Linked DNA regions of Mus musculus: all the other regions are linked to region 1. A link is a contact called in public ChIA-PET data. All regions are on one chromosome and are shown on one strand. Each heading gives the region's core, a stretch centred on a gene start, on an enhancer-like site or on the middle of the called end of the contact. The rest is flanking DNA. Distances are from core to core; before and after follow the strand shown. Region 1 has its middle 24 kb from the start of Zdhhc19. Region 2 overlaps Lrch3 (leucine-rich repeats and calponin homology (CH) domain containing 3). Region 3 holds the start of Nrros (negative regulator of reactive oxygen species). Region 4 has its middle 21 kb from the start of Bex6.

Region 1 (3,423 bases), core at 272-2,771:
CACAGGTTTGTCTTTGATGAATTTGCTTAAAAGTGGCAAGAGGGGCCGGGTGTGGTGGCACACGCCTTTAATCCCAGCACTCGGGAGGCAGAGGCAAGCAGATTTCTGAGTTCGAGGCCAGCCTGGTCTACAGAGTGACTTCCAGGACAGCAAGGGCTACACAGAGAAACCCTGTCTCGAAAAACAACAACAACAACAACAAAAAAGTGACAAGAGAGGGTGCCTATGTTCATCAGATTGCACGTGGACTATACTCTTCAACACAGTCATTATTTTCCACAGACTGAGATGATTTCAAGTTGACTGATCCACAGATGCCCAGGGAAGTGACGGTGCATGCGATGTCCTGGTGTACGATCCTCAACAGAAACTTGAGTGACTACGTTTGGGAGGCCGTGCTCCCTCCCACTGCTCCCAACAGCCCCTGAGGGCAGGTGCTATGTCTCACAGAACATTAAAGGGACCCAGAGATGACTTGCCTAAGGTCACTGTCTTCAGGGTTGGCTATGACCCAGGCAGGATGATGGGTCTAGAGAATAATGTCCACCAACCAGTTGCCAGTCCCTGGCCCAGCAGTTGACCCTCCTCTCTGAGGTGAGTTGTGCAGAGACTTAGGCCAGATCTCTAACTGAGAAAGTTTGCTGACCTCTGACTGGGTGTCGGGTGCCTATTGTGGGGCAGATAGAAGACTGGGGTTGGGGCATAGTGAAAAGGAACCAGGAAGAAACAGAAAGACAGGCAGAGAACTAAGCTCACTCCTACGTGGATCTCCCAGGCGATGCTGGCACCTAGTCTGATAGGCTAAGAATCTGAGTTACAGGCAAGCTGTGAACACAAGAGGGTTATCACACGGTCTTCACACACGCCCCGGCACAGTGAACTGTGGAGAGCCAGCCCCCTTCCCTTACAGAGCAGCTAGCCTTCTAGATCCTTCTTCCAGGGGCCTCGTTAGCATCCCTTGGGGCTGTCTTCCTCACCTTTGGAAGTTCTGCCACCGATCTGTTCCTCTGCCTTTCCTCTGTTGTCACCCTTAAAGTTTAATAGCGGCTTCCAGGCTGGGCGTGAGAGGTGAACACTGGTTCAAGGAGAACTAACAAGGTGCTGCCTGTCACAAGGACCGGTGGTGGTGCCTGCCATCCCAGCATGGGGAGATAGGTGGAAACATCAAGAATCGGGAGTTCAAGACCAGATTCAGCTACATAGGAAGTTAGAGGCCAGCCTAGGCTACGTGAGACTGTCTTAACCTCCCCAAAGCCACCTCCAAGGGAGAGAACTAACAAACAGGTCGTGAGCATGATCTGTGCCCAGTGTGGATTACATTCGCAAACATAAAACAGAGGGGTGAAGGAAGGCAGTTAGGACCACCCAGACCAAGATGAGGCCAAGCTGAAGACGGGTTAGGGTGTGGGGGACAAGAGGATGGCTGGGTGAGCGTGAAGAGAAAACAGTGAAGTCAGCTCTCTGGCCCAGCCAAGCAGCCACAGGCAGGGTAAACACGGCAGAGGATGAAGGCGAGCGATTGCACACTGCTGGTTCTGGTTCCAGCAGGGCACCGGCAAGGCACAGCAGCTGCGCTTGTGGTTGGCTGTGGGTGAGAGGCGACTTCTGATACCCATTAAGAGAAACCTCAAAAAAACGTTCAGTTCCAGGAACTGTATTTCAGAGATTATCCCACTCTCTTTTTATTGATTTAAAAAGCACACACACACACACACACACACACACACCCTAAGCAAAGCTTTTCTAAAATCCCCTTGTATTCGCTTTAGTGCCTTGAAGCTAAGACAATGTGTGAAGTGGCTGTATATAACTCCCCAGCCTTTGCTGTGCCGTGGGACTGCTAAGAGACTTCTGAATTATAGAAACTAACCGAGAACCTGACCAATCTAAGGCCATGTAGCAGCCGGTAGCAGAGCTAAGGCAGGACCATCAAGCCTAAGACTGCGTCTTATTATCACAGCTCTGTCACACACAGCAACCCACACGCAAGCCCTTTTAATGGCTGCTGTTGCTGATCACAAAAATCTCTGAACTTACTAAATTGCTTTTGTTTTCAAATTAATGCTTTTGTATTTCTTATTACAGAAGCTGAACATGTCTTAGTTTTGGTTGTTGTTATCGCTGTTGTTATTTTTTTTTAAACTAATGTCTTATGATGTTGCCAAAATTAGCTTCAAACTCCTGGGTTCAAATAATCCTCCTGCCTCAGCTTCCTGAGCAACTGGGACTACAGAATATACCTCATTGCCCAGATATACTTTGAAAAAATTTTAGAGCATCAAAAACCGAAAGAGGAAAATTAAAATCTTTCGTAATCTTGTGATCAGAGATGAATCCTGTGAATATTTTAGGAACACTCCCTCAACCCCCTCATTTCTTCTTCCCTTTCCCTCCTCCTTGTAGCTTTATTGAGACAGGATCTTACAATGTTGCCTAGGCTGACCTCAAAGTCAAGACCCTCCTGTGTCAGTGCCAAGTACCTGGATTGCAAACATGTGCCACTACTCTGGAGGCTGCCTGTCTTCTTTCTATAAACATTTCTGACAACTGTTGCCTGCTCTTGCTTCTTCTTGTTATTTTGTTTACTGTTGCTGTTTTGTTTCTCTGTGTAGCCCTGTCTGTCCTCTGTAGACCAGGCTGGCCTCAAACTCAGAGATCCACCTGCCTCTGCTTCCCAAGTGCTGGGATTAACGGTGTGCACCACCACTGCCCGGCTACTTTTGTAAATTTTAGCCACCTTACTGAGCTTTATTGTTGCTTAAACTATATGCATTGGAAGTATACAGGAGGCTAGGGCTCCGTAGGCGAGCGCCTTCTGTGTGAGTCTGAGGCCCTGATTGGCACACCTGTGACCCCACTGCTGGAGGACAGAGACAAATGGATCAGGATTCCCCATCCAGCTATTCCAGCCAAAAGGGTGAGCTCCAGGTTCGGTGAGAGACAGTACCTTAAATAACAAGTTTACCTGTGAGATGGCTCACAGGTAAAGGTATTTGCCTTGAAAATCTGGCAATTTAGAGGAATATGGTGGCACACACCTTTAATCCCAGCACTTGAGAAGCAGAGGCAGGTACACCTTTGTAAGTTCGAGGCCAGCCTGGTCTACAGAGTGAGTTCCGGGACAGCCAGGACTACACAGAGAAACCCTATCTCAAACAAACAAACAAACAAACAAACAAACAAACAAACAAACCCCTGATACTTGAGCTCACTTCTCAGAACCCATGCAATAGTGGAAAGAGAGAAACGACCCTACTGGCCTCTACATGACTGTGGAGTGTGCTACCCTCTTCATAGTGTACATTATGCACATGCACACTATTTTTTTCCCCCAAAAGAAAAATAAGATGGGGAAGTGGTTGAAAAGGCATCCTGACTCTAACCCTTGATCTCTACAGATGTCCACCGCATTCATGCAGAAAC
Region 2 (3,423 bases), core at 532-3,031, 450 kb after region 1:
GAAATTTTTCTTTAGAAAAGTAAATTTATAATTATGCTGAGAAGTTTTTTTACTTTTTGTTTTGTTTCTGCTTTTAAGTTAAATGATCTCTGTGGGGGCAGGTAGGAAAAAAAATGCCAAAAGATAAATCTGTTTTTCATGTATATCTTTTCACACTTTGGACAGATAGATCTTTATATTATTGTCTATAAAGTAGTACCTTTCATTTGTCGTTAAGGAAATAAATTTAAGCTGGTGGTATTATCACACAACATTAATCCCAGTGCTCAGAAGGCAGAGGCAGGCAGATCTGAGTTCTAGGCTAGCCTGGTCTACAGAGAGAGTCCCAGGACAGCCAGTACTACACAGAGAAACTCTGTCTCAAAAAAAGGAAGAAAAGAAAAAAGGTTTATTAGACATAGTGCAGGGACAGCTGTCTAATAGGGAACTGAGTACTGCCCACCTGAACTCCCCTGTATCAGTATAGAAAGTGGCAAGCCTTGAAAGCTGCCTTGCCTTCACATGCAGGTCTGTTATGTTTAACAAGTGAACAGAAAGGTCCCGACTGTTTTACAGAGGTTAAGTGATAGTGTCCAGTTGTCCTTTTATGTTCTGTTACACTGTGACATGACTTTATAACTCATAAAAATTATGTTCATGAACCAAAGTAATATGGAGTATCAAAGTCACTATCAGAAGATAGTTATACAGAAGATGTTAGCTGGACATGCCTGTAACCTTAGCACTTGAGAGATGGAAACAGGAGGATCAAAAATTCGAGGCCAATTTGGACAGAATAAAACCCTGTTTTAAAAAAACAACTACCACAAAAAAAAAAAAAAAAAACACCATTTATTTTAAATTTACAATTTAAAGTTGCTTTTCTACCTAGGAAGATTTTATTAGGTAAAATACTGATGCACTAATTTTTTTAATTTGATTTGCTATTTTTTTAGATTTCTAATTAAGCTCAACTTTAAAAGTATGTTTAAAAAGAAACAATAAGTAAAGGTATAAAACTCCTGAAAGTGTACCTCTGGGGCTGGGAGACCGCTCAATTGAAAGCTTAAGGACTTGAGTTTAGATCCCCAGCACCCACCTAAAAGCCTGGGCATGGCGATTCACATCTGTAATCCTTGCACTGGGGAGGCAGAGACGGGCAGATTCCTAGAACTTACTGGCCAGCCAGTCTAGCCAACTCTGAGCTCCAGGTGCAATGCAAGACAGTGCTGGAAAATAAAGTGGGGAGTGATTGAGGAACACACACACACACTGCGGATCACAGAGACAATGGCAGCTATAAAAGAAAGAATAAGTTAGACTTCATCAAACCTGGGAGAAGCTATCCATCAGAAGAAAATGTTAGCAGCCATGGCCTGGGAAACTATTTGTAAAGCAACCTGCATCCAGATGTACAACTAATACCTGCAACTTAGTAATAAAAAAACCCAATGAGAAATGAGCTTGAAAGGACTCTTCAGAAAGAGATTTATATGGTCAGTACATACACAACAAAGTACTCAATATTGTTATTGATCACAGGAATGCAAATTAAGACTAGATATCCATACAGAGCCACAGTTGAAGAAAAGTGACATAGCAAAAGTGAGGCTGTAGAGCAGCCAGGGTGCTCAGGCACTGTTTACAGAAGTGCAGGAGCAGAGCTTTCAGACAAACAGTAACCTCTACCAGGTGGAGTGGGTAGTTCTGTGAGTTTGGGGAACTAGCTACTCATTAGCCACTGGCACAGCCAGCATGCACGACAATTCCATTTCCCCGCACTCCCTGCCCCCAGCTAAGCCAGTTCTCTTTTCTACCACAAGACCCAGCAGACAGCTGACTGCTTCTGACAGTCGGTTTGGCCTGTCTCAGGGTCTTCCATGAGTCAGGATGTGGCATCTTGCACTGCTGATGCTTAGTAAAAGATCTGAGATTCTTTGATGGTTATATGTTCCTTAGTAACTGTTACTCAAGTTTCCGTACCCATTTAAGACCTAAACACCTCAGAGCAGTCGTTTACCCTAACAACAATAACAAGGTGACCAGAATTAACTACATAGAAGTGTATGAGAACAGTTCTGGCAAATAGAAATGTCTTCTGTTGTGATAGAATTACAAAGATACAGTATTTTGTTAAGATTATACTCCTAATATTTAAATATATGTAAATTTTATTTGGAAGAATATTATTAAAGATAAAAACAAGCCAGGTGTGTTGGCACACAAATTTAATCCAGTACTCAGGGGCAGCAGCACATGGATCTTTGTGAGTTCTGGCTCATCTTTGTCTACATTATGAGTTCCAGGACATCCAAGGTGAGATAGTGAACCCTATCTCAAAACAGCACAAAATTTAAAGAGTAGCTAGCACCAGTGCTGTCCATTGGCAGAGAAAGAACACTGCCAAACTTACCCGGGGAAGTCAGGATTTCACTACTGCCAAAGCCAGATAAGGATGATGTTTGTGTGAGGACCGACCTGCATTTGCATGTGTGTGAAAGCTAGCATCATTGTGTGTGAAAGAGGATCATGAGAGTGGAGGAAGAGATCTTAAGGAAATGGAAAGAGAGGGCAGTGGAAGACCTGTGCTGAAAAGCAGAAAGGGAGAAAGAAAACAGCTAGAAGGGAGGGAGGGAGGGAGATGAACCCATGGCGACAAAGTGTGCTGGCACCAAGTATGAGAGGCTGTTAGGAGAAATCCACTGCTTGGTAAGATGGCATTAAAACTGAGTGCAGTGAAAACAAAGTTGAGCAGTGGTACTTTTCAAACTGGATACTGAGTTTGGGGCCTCGTACTATTCTGTTTACTTTGTTCCTATTTGGGATTTTCTTCTTTAAAAGTTCAGAGAATGCTCACTTAGCTCAAATATTTATGTGGCCAAGTGTCATGAGCGTGTTGGTTAATAAAATTATAACTGGTTAATTTCAAATGCTACTTTGAAAAATATAAAACCTCATAGTAACATGTAACACTTATTTTGGACAGCCATGAAGAACTGTACTCAGGCCGTCCTTACGGAGCCCTGGATTCAGGCTTCAATAGTGTGGATAGTGGTGATAAGAGATGGTCAGGGAATGAGGTAAGTGTTCTGTTCATGTGTTAAAAATCCTGATTTTGAAAAATAAATTAAATTAAGGGGAATATCTAAATTGGAATTCAATTTATTAGGTAAAATAGAGAAATGTCAAAGAGCAAAAACCCTACATAGTCCTACCACCTGGGAATTCTACACTGTTTCTTTTAAAAGCACCTTTTGCCATGTATCCTCTTTCAGATTTGTTACCCAGTCTTATGCACAGATATTCTGGAAAGCTGAGTAGGAAGTGAGGTGGTTAAAGCTGAAGCCTAGTGGCTGTGGTAACACATTTCTATAACCCTAGCTAGCTCTCAGGAGGCTGAGGCAGGAGGACCATGGTTTGAAGATAGCCTGGCCTATGCAGTAA
Region 3 (3,423 bases), core at 234-2,733, 350 kb before region 1:
AAGAATCTATCCACGGACAGTTCTATCACTAAGGAGAAAGGGTTTGCCTCCTGCTTCACAAGTCAGGCCAGTGGAGATTGGCTTAGAAGCTAATGAGCTCCAGGACAGCCTGGTGGAGTGTGTACCATTGTCCAGAGTTCTCTCGAAGGACCAGTCAAATGAAGGCACCTTCTCTTGTGAGGCTGTTTGGTTTTGATTTTAACCTAAGTGTTGAGGTTTTTTGTTTTGTTTTGTTTTTTGTTTTTCTGGGCCCATGAGTCTATAACCCCCTCTAGGAACTCTGGGGCTCACATATAAAGCTCATAGGGGGTGTCCCCAGGCCTCAAACACCGTGAAAACTGTCCGTACCTCACGGTCAGTAGCAGAGAGAGACACTGGAAAGCCTTCCTTAGTCTGCTCCGATCCTAGTTACAGTGGGGCACGTGGTCATCGCCGCAGCGCAATGGTGAGCTAGCAACTGCAGGGAGAGCAGTGCTTTTCCCTGCCCAGCTCCTGAGTGCGAGCGAGCCTGTGGGTAGGTCCATGGATGTGTGTCTGTGCCTGCAGAGGCCGAGAGGACCACAGCAGAGCACTGAGCAGGAGTCAGGAGAGCCTGGCTCTAATCTCTCTCTCTGACACTTGGGTAGCTGTGGACCAAATAATACCCCAGCACAAGTTACCCAGGACAAAGGCTCTAGGAGAAGGGCTTTTGCTGTCTTCTGGATGTACACACACAGCTGACCCTGGGAAGATCCCGGTTAAGTAAGTGCGACTGTGGATGGATTTCCGTGTCTTTGCCTGTGTAATGGTGGGTCTCAATTTATGTTGATGGGCAAAGGAGTCGATGCAAACACCCGTATGCTGAGTGTTCACAGCGTCCTCTCATGACGTCCGGTCACTCAGACTAGGCAAGGAGCACTGACCACTGTGTAGATGAGGAAAAAAAAGGAGGCTCCGAAAAGTTCCCTAACCTGTTCACACTCTCCCTGAAAGAGCCAGGAATCAAACCATAGCTGGTTGTAAAGCCCTACGTGCCTCTCCCACATCACACACCTCCTCTCTCAGCTGTAAGAGTTCCTGAGACTTCCACCTACACCAAAGGTGTAGCCCCCCCCCCAAATCCAGCCCAGAGGCGGAGAGACTGGATACCACAACTTCACAATGAGCCTGAGCGCGGCGTGCGTGGGGTGGGGGAGCTGATGCCTAACCTCCCACCACCCAACCCGGTCCCAGCTCGCCCACCTCTTGTAGCCCGGCAATGCTCAACGAACCCACGCAAGAAATACTCACTGCTCCCGCAGGCCCAGGCGGCTCCGCGGGGCGCATCGTCTCCAGGGCCCCAGCCTCCTGGACAGCACTTGCCGCTGCTGCGCTGCCTACTCGCTCTGGGGCATCAGATTATTTTAGCACTTGCGGAAGGAACCAACGGAAACTGAAGTCACATGGAGAGCTCGCCTCTCAGCGACTCAGCACTCAGCCCGCGTCTTAGAAGGAACTGCCACCGCGGGGGGTGGGGTGGGGGTGGGGTTGGACGAGGATGCAGGTAGCACATGGCCCCTCACCAGCAGGGCTGTCACTCTACAGGTGCAGCCTGCCAAGCTCTGTTAGGTCGTCGCTAAGCATGCTCTTGTGGCTCCTGCTTTGATGGCACATGGGAACTAGGAGTCCTGGCTTGTGGTCTGCTGTTCCAGGAACTCTTCTACAGGCTTCTATCCAAGGGCCAGCTTGGGGCAGAATTCAGTGAAGGGCAACACAAATTTGTTTAATTGGAAAGGGGGACGAGTCCGCCATTTAGAAGGGTCATCCATCCAGTCGTCTGTTTTCATCTACTCAGTCAGTCCTTAACTAATCATCTTTTCTGGGCACCGTACTTCTTAAAAATTAAGAAAATAAATAAAGGGAAAAGGAAGTCGGCAATGGCAGCACGCACCTGTGATCCCAACCCTGGAGAGGTTGAAGCAGGAGGATCAGAGTACAAGGTCATCCCAGCCCAAAGAGCAGGTTTGGGGTTGCCCTGGGATTCGTGTGACCTGTCACACACACACAAAATAAACAAGAAGGACAAATGGAAGAAAAAGAAAGGTTTTTGTCTACTGGTTTTTAACTGACCCCGCGTTGCAGATAGTACCATAAACTTCTTGGCTCTATTGAGTACGGGTGTTCAACAGCGTTGTTTTGATAATGCTGTGTAGAAAGTTCACTGTCAACTGTGGCAGCATGCCTAGCTAGCGTCTGCACGGATCCAGACCTGACCTAGTCCCAGCTCTAAGATGGAGAAAAAGACATGAGCTCCCAGCCCCAACCATCCACAAAGGAAAAATCATCTCTCAAGGGAGTCTCACTGAGTATACAAACCACACCAAAGGGCGGCTCCATGCCCTGCAGCAGGAAGCAACGGGGATGAGGGCTGGGGGGGGGGGGTTCGTTCAAAAAACTATGTAAATTAATTATACAGCCTTTAAATTTTTTTTGAGATTAAAATATAATTTCTCCCTCCCCCTTCTCCCTCTAACATTCCTATATATCCCACCCTGTTCTCTTCCAAATTCATGGCCTCTTCCACTTTAACTGTTTTACATATATATGTAAACACACACACACACACATTTATTCACTTGTAAAGGTAACAATGATGGCACCATTGAAGAAGAAAACAAGTGTAGAGAAAATTGTGTCACACTAAGGTTTCTGACTCAAACTTTTTCCTTTGTGTCTACCAGTGTGTGGCTAACTCTTATCTCTAGCACCAAGCTTCTTTTCCAAGAAAGGGCTTGTATTCATATTTAAAACATTTATTTATTTATTTATTTATTTATTTATTTGAGACAGGCTCTTTCTACATAGCCTTGGCTGTTTGGGAATTCAGTATATAGATGAGGCTGGCCTCAAATTCATAAAGATCCACCTGCCTCTAACTCCTGAGAGTTAAAGGTGTGTGCCACCACACCCGGCTATATTTTATTTTTATTTTACAGGTATGAACTTCCAGTCTCAGCCTCCCAAATGCTGGGGTTACAGGTGTATGTCACATTAGGAATGTTCTTTTTTCTTTTTTTTTTAATATACTTTTATTTTTATAAGGGAGTATGTGTGTGTATTTATGTAAGTGAATGTCATGTGTGTAGATGCTTAAGGATACCAGAAGAAGTTGTCAAACCCCCTAAAACTAGAGTTACAGGTGATTGTGAACCACCACATCATGGCTGGGAGAGAACTCAGGGTCTTCTGAGAGAACACTGAGTGCTTTTAACCATTGAGTTATGTCTTCTGTCCTAGGAATGGTTCTTGAATCTGATTGTTGTGTGACTTTTCTTGGGGAGATCTTAACAGTTATTCACCACAACAAGGCATTGATGACAGATCAAAGAACCAATTCCACCCAAATCTAGCTTAGAGAGCCGGTGAGTTTCCTGGGGTTACTTATAGGAACACAGTGATTCACCA
Region 4 (3,423 bases), core at 449-2,948, 320 kb before region 1:
AGGTCTCATGCTGGTTAATCAACTCATAGATCTTGTCCAGATACAACTAGATGTATTATGACAAATAACTCAGCAGGGATGTGAACAAAAGTTTCCGGGATTGTGTGTTATTTCCATTCAGTATGTTAAATTTACTAGGGCAGCTAAATTGTCAAAAGGTCTTTTTCAGTATATGTTACAGAATTGGATGGCTGAATTTGAACAGATCCTTCGGGAATTGAGACTTCAGGTCAACTCCACGCGCTTGGACCTGTCCCTGACCAAAGGATTACCCAATTGGATCTCCTCAGCATTTTCTTTCTTTAAAAAATGGGTGGGATTAATATTATTTGGAGATACACTTTGCTGTGGATTAGTGTTGCTTCTTTGATTGGTCTGTAAGCTTAAGGCCCAAACTAGGAGAGACAAGGTGGTTATTGCCCAGGCGCTTGCAGGACTAGAACATGGAGCTTCCCCTGATATATCTATGCTTAGGCAATAGGTCGCTGGCCACTCAGCTCTTATATCCCACGAGGCTAGTCTCATTGCACGGGATAGAGTGAGTGTGCTTCAGCAGCCCGAGAGAGTTGCAAGGCTAAGCACTGCAATGGAAAGGCTCTGCGGCATATATGAGCCTATTCTAGGGAGACATGTCATCTTTCATGAAGGTTCAGTGTCCTAGTTCCCTTCCCCCAGGCAAAACGACACGGGAACAGGTCAGGGTTGCTCTGGGTAAAAGCCTGTAAGCCTAAGAGCTAATCCTGTACATGGCTCCTTTACCTACACACTGGGGATTTGACCTCTATCTCCACTCTCATTAATATGGGTGGCCTATTTGCTCTTATTAAAAGGATAGGGGGAGATGTTGGGAGCCGCGCCCACATTCGCCGTTACAAGATGGCGCTGACAGCTGTGTTCTAAGTGGTAAACAAATAATCTGCGCATGTGCCAAGGGTATCTTATGACTACTTGTGCTCTGCCTTCCCCGTGACGTCAACTCGGCCGATGGGCTGCAGCCAATCAGGGAGTGACACGTCCGAGGCGAAGGAGAATGCTCCTTAAGAGGGACGGGGTTTCGTTTTCTCTCTCTCTTGCTTCTTGCTCTCTTGCTTCCTGCACCCTGGCTCCTGAAGATGTAAGAATAAAGCTTTGCCGCAGAAGATTCTGGTCTGTGGTGTTCTTCCTGGCCGGTCGTGAGAACGCGTCTAATAACAAGGGCCCTCAGATCTTTGTTCTCATTTCCTTCCTGCACAGCCCCCCTTCCTGACTCCCCTTCCGGTTTGTAAGTTTCGGAGAAACTCTTGCTTTCAAGGGGCTTCCTCAGGGGGTGAACTAGAAACAGGAGACTCCAGAGCTGTCCCACGGGACCACTGCAGGCAGACTACAGGGTAACACAAGGCCAAATGATCTTCAGGGGGAGCGGCAAAATCCCATCTCTGGAAATGTCAACTGCACCGAGGAGAAGGATCGTCCGGAGTGCACTGGAGCAAGGAGGAGGGTTTCACGACCCCTAAAGCCCTTTGTAACCCCAGATGCCATCCCCCAGATGAAAACAGTGAAGCCAGAGGTGGTGAGGAAATGGAGATGCCAAAAGAGAGGCAGATGGGGAGGGGGGTCCCCGCAGAGTTCTCTTCTGCTTTCCGGTTTCCCTGGAGGGCTGGCTCTAGCTTCTCTGCCTGCCTCTGTCAATTTCCATCAGTGTCCGATTTCACTTGATAAGGAAGCAGAGGGAGGGGGAGGGGGCCTCACCAGGCTCTGCAGGGAACAGTAATGGCCCTGAAGCAGAAACAGGTGCTCCCTTCCTCGATGTCAACGCTTCCGGCCCCATCCCGGGCCATACAATAACAGCGGGGAAATTAAATTTAACAGGAGAGAAAACACAAGCCTAATTAAAGCAAGGGTTGTTTTGAACTCTGCAAATATACCGTGTAAAGCGGACAAAGAACCCCGGCCAGCCTATTTCCGAGTTCCAGAGAAGAAAGAACAATACAGTCAGGTCAACAAGCCGGGGGCCCTAGGGCCCCGTTGTCCTGGACAGGATATAAAGATGAATAGCTTCTTTTCTTACCCTCAAAATACTCCCAGGCTCCAACTGCACCAGAAAGCTAAACAACAAATGATAAGGAAATGTGCACTATAAAACATGCTTCGATCTGCGTTACCAGAAGACGATATGGAATCTCCCTGGAAATTGCAAGTAAACAGACTATATCCCAGATCCGTCGCATTCTCCCAGGGTGGTTCAGAGGCAGCTTTACAGAGCCCTACAGAAACGGTCTAAAACCTGTGTCCCTCGTCCCTCTTTGGTTCAGTCTAGAGCCAGTTTTAAAAGTAGGTCTCCCTCCCTCTCTCCTCCCTGAGGCGTATTCTCTCTGTGTAGCCCTGGCTGTCCTGGAATTCATTCTGTAGACCAGGCTGGCCTAGAACTCAGAAATCTGCCTGCCTCTACCTCCAGTGTGCTGGAAATAGGGACGTGTACCACAACAGCCTAGCTAGAAATGGTTACACATGAAACCATCTTCCATTAGCGCCTTAGTCTAGTACCTCAGTCATGTGAGGGGTTGGGACTGTGTTGTTACAATTCATTCACAGACCAGAGGCTGAGGTTCAGAAAGGGCCAGTGACTTCCCTGAAATCCAGCAGGTAAAATCATGCAAGAGACTGGTGACTTAGGCACTCTCTTGAGAGATCGTATTCTCCACAAAGCCTCTGCTGTGACATTGGTGTGGAAAGGTTATTTAGGGTGCTGTGCCTGTAGGTTTTGGTGAAAAAAACCAGAAGGTCCTAGAATCACATTTTCCGGGGATCTTTGCAGAATTCTTCATTACCTCTGTTTTGATACCCAACTACGCATGTCCTGTTCCCAGGCAACTTCCCTGTGGCATCCATGTGTGTACAATGCTACATGCCTGACTGCAGGTAGAGTCCTTGCCCTCCTACCCTGTCAACCAAAGATCCAGCAAGTGAATGAGAAGCATGGAGACATGAGAAACAGAAGCCCTTGCCTTCCAGGTGGTTGGAGGTAAATATGATGGATCTAGGTGAAACGTGCTCGTTCATGCTGTGTCTCTAAGTTCCATGGAGACTGGATGGTAATTATATGGATGGATTGATCCATAACCCTGACAGTCAGGGAAAAATGGAGAAAATATCAAAAGTGAATGATGTCAACTTGATAATGCAGAATTCACCCGGGGAAACACACATGACTTTGGGGGATGATCTTGATTGCCTTAGTGGAAATGGGAAGTTCTGCCCACTGCGGGCAGCATCATTCCCCAGGCAGGAGAAAGCGAGCTGATCACCAGCATGTGCACATTCCTTGTCTCTACGACAGTGGATGAATGTGACCACTGCCCTCAAGCTCACGAGGTTTTGAAATCCCTGCTGTGACCCCTTCTCTCTTAGGTTGCTTTTGCCAGGTCATCTTTATAGCAAGAGGAA

What was found. ChIA-PET counts read pairs in DNA pulled down with a chosen protein or histone mark.
Region 2: a contact with region 1 is called in an RNA polymerase II ChIA-PET map of memory CD8 T cells, with 17 read pairs. The contact joins two enhancer-like sites. A contact is called at or near these places in 1 of 115 datasets of contacts at active chromatin or transcription factors (memory CD8 T cells) and 1 of 9 other capture datasets (liver).
Region 3: a contact with region 1 is called in an RNA polymerase II ChIA-PET map of memory CD8 T cells, with 36 read pairs. The contact joins the promoter of Nrros here to the enhancer-like site in region 1. A contact is called at or near these places in 3 of 39 promoter capture datasets (the C10 cell line, the HPC-7 cell line and pre-B cells) and 6 of 115 datasets of contacts at active chromatin or transcription factors (VIP interneurons, embryonic stem cells, memory CD8 T cells and 1 more).
Region 4: an RNA polymerase II ChIA-PET map of memory CD8 T cells shows a contact between it and region 1, with 13 read pairs. The contact joins two enhancer-like sites.

Annotation. Positions count from the first base shown.
Region 1 is chr16:32,519,035-32,522,457 of GRCm38.p6, forward strand. No RefSeq gene overlaps it. Among named protein-coding and RNA genes, the nearest start is that of Zdhhc19, 24 kb to the left of the region's middle. Within about 2 kb of position 1,522, at least 108 of the 459 cell types and tissues checked have an H3K27ac peak or open chromatin away from gene starts, as enhancers often do. A contact at or near this core is called in the HPC-7 cell line, memory CD8 T cells, pre-B cells and 1 more, where this site is marked.
Region 2 is chr16:32,970,915-32,974,337 of GRCm38.p6, forward strand. Lrch3 (leucine-rich repeats and calponin homology (CH) domain containing 3) reads left to right here. Exons shown (of 21, transcript NM_001081255.1): 7 at 2,966-3,059. Among named protein-coding and RNA genes, the nearest start is that of Lrch3, 59 kb to the left of the region's middle. Within about 2 kb of position 1,782, at least 44 of the 459 cell types and tissues checked have an H3K27ac peak or open chromatin away from gene starts, as enhancers often do. A contact at or near this core is called in memory CD8 T cells, where this site is marked.
Region 3 is chr16:32,164,111-32,167,533 of GRCm38.p6, forward strand. It overlaps Nrros (negative regulator of reactive oxygen species), which reads right to left and starts at 1,484. Exons shown (of 3, transcript NM_001347181.1): 1 at 1,270-1,484.
Region 4 is chr16:32,199,148-32,202,570 of GRCm38.p6, forward strand. No RefSeq gene overlaps it. Among named protein-coding and RNA genes, the nearest start is that of Bex6, 21 kb to the left of the region's middle. Within about 2 kb of position 1,699, at least 110 of the 459 cell types and tissues checked have an H3K27ac peak or open chromatin away from gene starts, as enhancers often do. A contact at or near this core is called in memory CD8 T cells, where this site is marked.